Regions from separate parts of the Gossypium hirsutum genome. Here region 2 is linked to region 1. A link is a contact called in public Hi-C data. All regions are on one chromosome and are shown on one strand. Each heading gives the region's core, a stretch centred on a gene start, on an enhancer-like site or on the middle of the called end of the contact. The rest is flanking DNA. Distances are from core to core; before and after follow the strand shown.

Region 1 (2,706 bases), core at 189-2,688:
ACAACACAGAAACAAGAAGTCGCAGAATCCAATGTCATCAAAGACGAAGCTAACGATTTTCCCAGCATCCCTGCACTATCAGAGAAATGAGAACTACTATGAAACAAAATAGCCAACAAAGTCGGAACTATTTAGAGAGAAGGGTCATACTCAAAATCATACCAATACTGCTAAATTATGCACAAGAATGTCACGAGATATGCAATTAGCACTATGATATCTTACATATTATATCCAATTAGGTTCAGAAAAACCCAGCGAACTCAAAACAGCTAGATCTCCATTTAACTAAAACCACAAAATACCTCAAGTGATATAAAGTCGTTGTACATTCAGATTATGTATTTAGTAATCTAATTTTTCTGGCTACATCATATTAAGTTTCATAGAGTTCAATTTAGGCTGCCTTAAAACCACTAGGTTTAGAAGTACAGCAGGAAGGAAGAACAAGCAATTGAATACACTACTTTGACTGTATAGTAACTAAAATTATCCTACTGATAGAACTTTTTGTTATAAGTTAGCATCCAGGGATTCTTTCATGTTAAATTGTACTAAAGAACAACTGAAATAGACAGTCCACCAGAAAAAGGTCAAAATTCCAAACTGCTAGGTAAGCCATGGAAGATACTTCAATTCATTTTGAAGCACTTTAAGCAATAGAATTTCCATTGTATTCTTTAACAAGAAGCTCCATGATAATTAGGAACGAAAATCACTCTAAGAACTTAGTATTTAGAAGGCATTGGTTTAGAAATGATAACCAGTATGGAAGACAATCCCACAATTTTTCACCGTTGTTTTGAAAATTGCAGCTGGAAAGCATATAAATCCAATATTTAGGAGCCCCCACATGCACCCTTATGTAAACCTCCTTACAAACAAATAAATTGGCCCTTGGAGGATTGATTACCTAAAAATGCAACAATAATAAGGGTTAAAATGCCTATTATTTGAAACCCTTTACTTTGATTATCAATCTCTTGAACCTGGAATGTGAAATTAAGCAAACCCCAAACCCTATCCTAATACAAGATTGGGAATTTTAGTGTTTTTTTTTTTAACAAAAAAACATGGATGAGAATAGGAAAATTACCTGAAGGAGAGAGTGTTGAAGGTGTTGAATGGAGAAGAAATGAGGTTTGGTTAGGTCAGAAAGGAAGGGTAAGGGAAGACCCCACCCCAAACATGAGAACCACAGATCCATTCCTAGGTGACTGCTTTGCCTTGTAAATATCCTTTGATGATAGCCAGTAGCCAACTCCTCAAGTCAAGTGGCTGACTTTTGGATTCCCTTTGTTTACAAGTAGCTGTTTGTGTGATATCTTGGGCTTGCACTGATAAGCAAGGCCTAACCATCTTGTAAATTACAGGCGTATAAATATAGATTTTTGAAGAAACATGGTTCATACGTTTTCTTTTTATTTCTTTGTTCTTTTTATCTTTATTTCATAACATAGCACAACTGTGAAAGCATTAAATCTCAACTAGCTTTTAAGTATTGTGTATGGTGGGAAGGATTATGAAGCAAATCAAATGCAGTACAAAAGTCGCACTATACACCACCATTTAACGTGAAGGATCAGTTCCTTATCAATCATCAATAATTATTGGTGCTATGGTGTAAAGACTTAACGTATTTTTGACAATCTATGTCCACCGTAGCTCTAATTTAATAATAATAATAATAAAGCTTTGATAAATATTTTTATTATATATATTTGAGTCCAAGTTAATCTCATAGCCTTACATTAATTTTGTTTTAATTTACACATCTAATTTTTATATTAAATTTGCTTGAGTATTATCTACATATTATTGTAACCTCTTTCTAGTGACTTCCAATTAATTTGCTTTGATTATTTAAATAGATTTAGTAATAGTAATTAATTTAAAATTGGTTTCTTTGTATGTTGAAAATTTTATTTTTTATATTGTAAATAATAAGTAAATATTTTGTTCAACTAGTTAATTTGTTTCTATTTCGCTGAAACCTTAACCATATTTGTAGAATCAATTTAGCATGTTATATTATTTTGATTTAATGACAAATTTGGTCATTAACGTTTATACGTTTTATCAAAATGGTTCTAATTTTATTTTTGAGCTTTTTTTGGCCTTTTAACTTTTGTACTTTTTTTTTGACAAAATATATAAACGTTAGTAGTCAAATTTATTATTAAATCTATTATTTTTAAAAATACATCATTGCATATATTAAACAATGAATAATTTTAAGTATTGCATAAAAAAGAATAAATATAATAAATTAATGTTAAAAAAAATATTTTTGTTATTGTTATCAAATTCAAAGTATAAATGTATTAATTATTCTTTTATTATATTTACATTGATCTACTTATCTTTAAGCATACATATATGTTATTTATGTACTCCTCTGGTAGTAAAATCAAATTGATTTCATGCTTATTTATGATGGAGTAAAGCTATTAATGAAATTTTATTTGTCATAATAGAAATGTTATATTCCTTACATGCAACAACATATTATAATCATCAAAAGAAGTGTCAAAATAATTTTTCTCGCCACTATAAGTGGAAAAATATAAATAAGAGAAGAACAATAATTTTTAACTTATGTTATTGATGCGGTATGAAAGACTATTTGGTTACATATTTGTCGTACACCTAAGCATTAAGTATGAATTGTATCATTTTTGTGGATTCTGACACTAATTAATTAAT
Region 2 (3,018 bases), core at 358-2,857, 370 kb after region 1:
CATCCAGATTGTAACTACACTTATTTCATTATGAAATATATAATTGAATAAGTCAACTTTTCTTTCAAAATACTTAAAATAAATAATATTTAAAATATTTTTAACTTGAAAATCATCTCAATCCAAATAAAATTATATTTTTAGAAAATAGTTCCTATAAACTTTTCATTTCAAGAGTAAAAATTAAGATAATAATAATTAAATTTAGTTTTATTATTATAGGTTAAGCATAATATTAAAAAATAAATTAGTTTCTTATATATAATTTTTTATAAAAAAATTAAAAATATGAGTTTAAAATTTAAATTTATGGTTGAGTTGGTTTCGTGAGCATATTGGATACCAATTTGATTGGAAAATTATTAAACTACTTTTACATACTTGAAATTAGTTACAAATTTGCGTATATTGAGATTTAAATTCATTCCACCAATATCTATAAAATCTTTTTTTTATCACTTCAACTAACATTTGATTTTGATATTTTTATACATTTCAATATTATTACACAAATTGTTTCACCAACATAATTTGTATATATTGATAATGTCGTTTATTAAATTGGTGTTACAAGTTAACTCAATACCGACTTAAAAAAATTTATAATACCATGATAAACAATTGAACTACATTTAATATTCTTAACATGAAACATTTACCTATTTATTACTCGCAATTTAAACTATTTTTATTTTAATTTAATACATATTACATGTGTTATTATAATTTGTTTCAAACTATACGTTTAATTATTTATTATATTTTATTTTTAAACGAACGCATACATTCTAAATGTGTGATAAAATTTCAGATATAAATAAAATGAGCTTTTCCTCTAAATGACATAGGTTCAAAGTTACAACTCTTTATATTTAAAGATGGGTAAAAGACATTTATAATTTTTATAATTATTTATAAATTTCTAATATTTTTTATGAGTTTTATAGCTTATATTTTAACAATTAAATTTTTCTAGGAATTTTAATAATTTTTACTTAAATAATTAATTAAGTCCTTAGTAAAATAATAAAAAATTCAATTAAACCCTCGTAAAATGATAAAAAAATTTAATTAAGCTCTCTAAATCATCATTTTTCATGTTAACTTGTCATGTCAACTACCACACCACCCGCTATGTCAGTAGTAAATGACTGTTAGGAGCTTCAATAAAAAATGAATTCTAAAGGCTTAATTGGGTGTAATTTTTGATGAGGCGTTTAATTGATTTTTTAAATTATTTTGAAGGGCTTATTTGATATTTTAACCTAGTTTTTAATTTATTAAATATCAATTGTTGTTGTGAAATTAAAAAACACCATCACTAATATATCAAATAATTTACCAAAGAACGTGTTTAAAAAAACTAATTAAAGGCCTTCAAGAAAATAAAAGGTCTTGAAAGAAAGGAAAAACCTCAAAAAAAAAAATCAAAAAGCCAATTGAACCCTTATGAAAAATGTGCAGCTCATTGAGTCCTCTGTGAGTAAAAAAAATTAATTAGTCTGCAGTCACCCAAAACTAAATTGGGTGGTATTTTTCGTAAAGGCTCAATTGATTTATTAGTGAGGCGTAAGTTGTATTTGGGCTTGACATTCAATAGTTGGGCTGTGGCCTTTTCTTTTCCAACTTTTTATTTGATATACTAGTACTACATCCCAAAATAATTTCCTTAATTTCCCTTACTCTCCCATATTTTACTTTGATCCAACTTTGCACAATTTTGTTTCCCGTAACCCATCCTCTTCTTCTTTAATCTCGCTCTCTTCTGTTGTGCGTGTGTGTGTGTGTGTGTGTGCTTTTTACAGCAATGAACAAAGGAACGGGAGTGGGAACTGGACCGACGGCGGCGGCTGCAGCGGCGGCGGCACAGAAGCAGAAAACTATGATGCAGCGAGTGGAAACCGACATCGCCGTCATCGTCGACAACTTCACCCAGCTTGTTAATGTTGCCCGGGTAAATCTCTCTTTACTTCAAAGCAATTACTACAAATTCTTCGAGTTTAAAGAGTCTGATGTCAAGATTCTTAAACTCCCCTAAACCGGTTTTTCATTTCGTTTCTGATTTTGAATTTACAAGTTAGAGGTGGGAAATTGGAACCTTTTCACTTTTAGGATAAGCTTTCACTTTATTTGCCCTGTAAAATGTTGGAAAGCTTTTACTTTTACTCATTTACAAAATTCCATTTTGTGAAGATATATCCCTTTTTTTGGTTGTACAATGTGTTATAGTTGAATATGGATGATTCTTGTATATTTGGAAATGAATTTATGTAACACCCGAAGAAAATAATTTAGGTTTCTGGGGGGAGCTAGTGTAAAATAGGTTACCTTGGGTATTGAACCTGAATTTGGTGAAAGTATCACTTATAGAACATCTGTTGGATAAAAGATTTTGTCATTAGATTGGTTTTATAATATTTTTTTTCCTTGGAATGAAGTTGTTCCTTGTGCATGTTCTACTGAGTGTTAAGGTTTTTTATAATCCTATTATTTTTTTTTCTATGGTATTAAATTGGTCATCATTTAACTCCTTCCTATGGGAATATAATTTGCTGGCTGCTCCATCTTCCTTTTCTTTAAAAAGTAGGTGATAACAATTTCAACTACTAATGCAGTGAATGTGGTCATGGAGAGTGAGGGTTAAGGTGGGAAACACTAGTGTTGATCATTTAAAAGCACATCATTTTGTTTGATGCATTAAGATCTTGATTAATCATTTGTGGAAGCTGTCGTTTATTTTGATGTCAAATCTAGACAGATTCTGTCTACCATGGTGAACTGATGTGTTCCTTGTAACCTGGCTTGTTAGACTGTGACTTTCTGGTGAAAGTTCAACTGAATTAGAACAATTGGTTAGTTGCATTTGATTAATCTTGTTTTGCTAGTTGTTGCTTTTGTCTAGGAACTACTTTGTGGCTTGTTGGTAGCTCAGTTGAGTAAGCATTATTCTCTTTGGAAATGCTTTTGTCTAATACGAGAATCTATTGTAGCTATTGAATCAGTGTTTTGATAGTTTAG

Evidence for each region. A called contact is a pair of places that touch in the nucleus more often than the background predicts.
Region 2: a contact with region 1 is called in a Hi-C map of leaf, with 2.2 times the contacts expected there. The contact joins the promoter of LOC107951581 here to the promoter of LOC107951569 in region 1. A contact is called at or near these places in 2 of 34 Hi-C or Micro-C datasets (both in leaf).

The regions. Positions count from the first base shown.
Region 1 is chrA02:9,854,551-9,857,256 of Gossypium_hirsutum_v2.1, forward strand. It overlaps LOC107951569, which reads right to left and starts at 1,439. Exons shown (of 4, transcript XM_016886661.2): 1 at 1,097-1,439; 2 at 765-913; 3 at 3-75. The coding sequence starts at 1,207.
Region 2 is chrA02:10,220,701-10,223,718 of Gossypium_hirsutum_v2.1, forward strand. It overlaps LOC107951581 (mediator of RNA polymerase II transcription subunit 22b), which reads left to right and starts at 1,608. Exons shown (of 3, transcript XM_016886679.2): 1 at 1,608-1,954. The coding sequence starts at 1,808.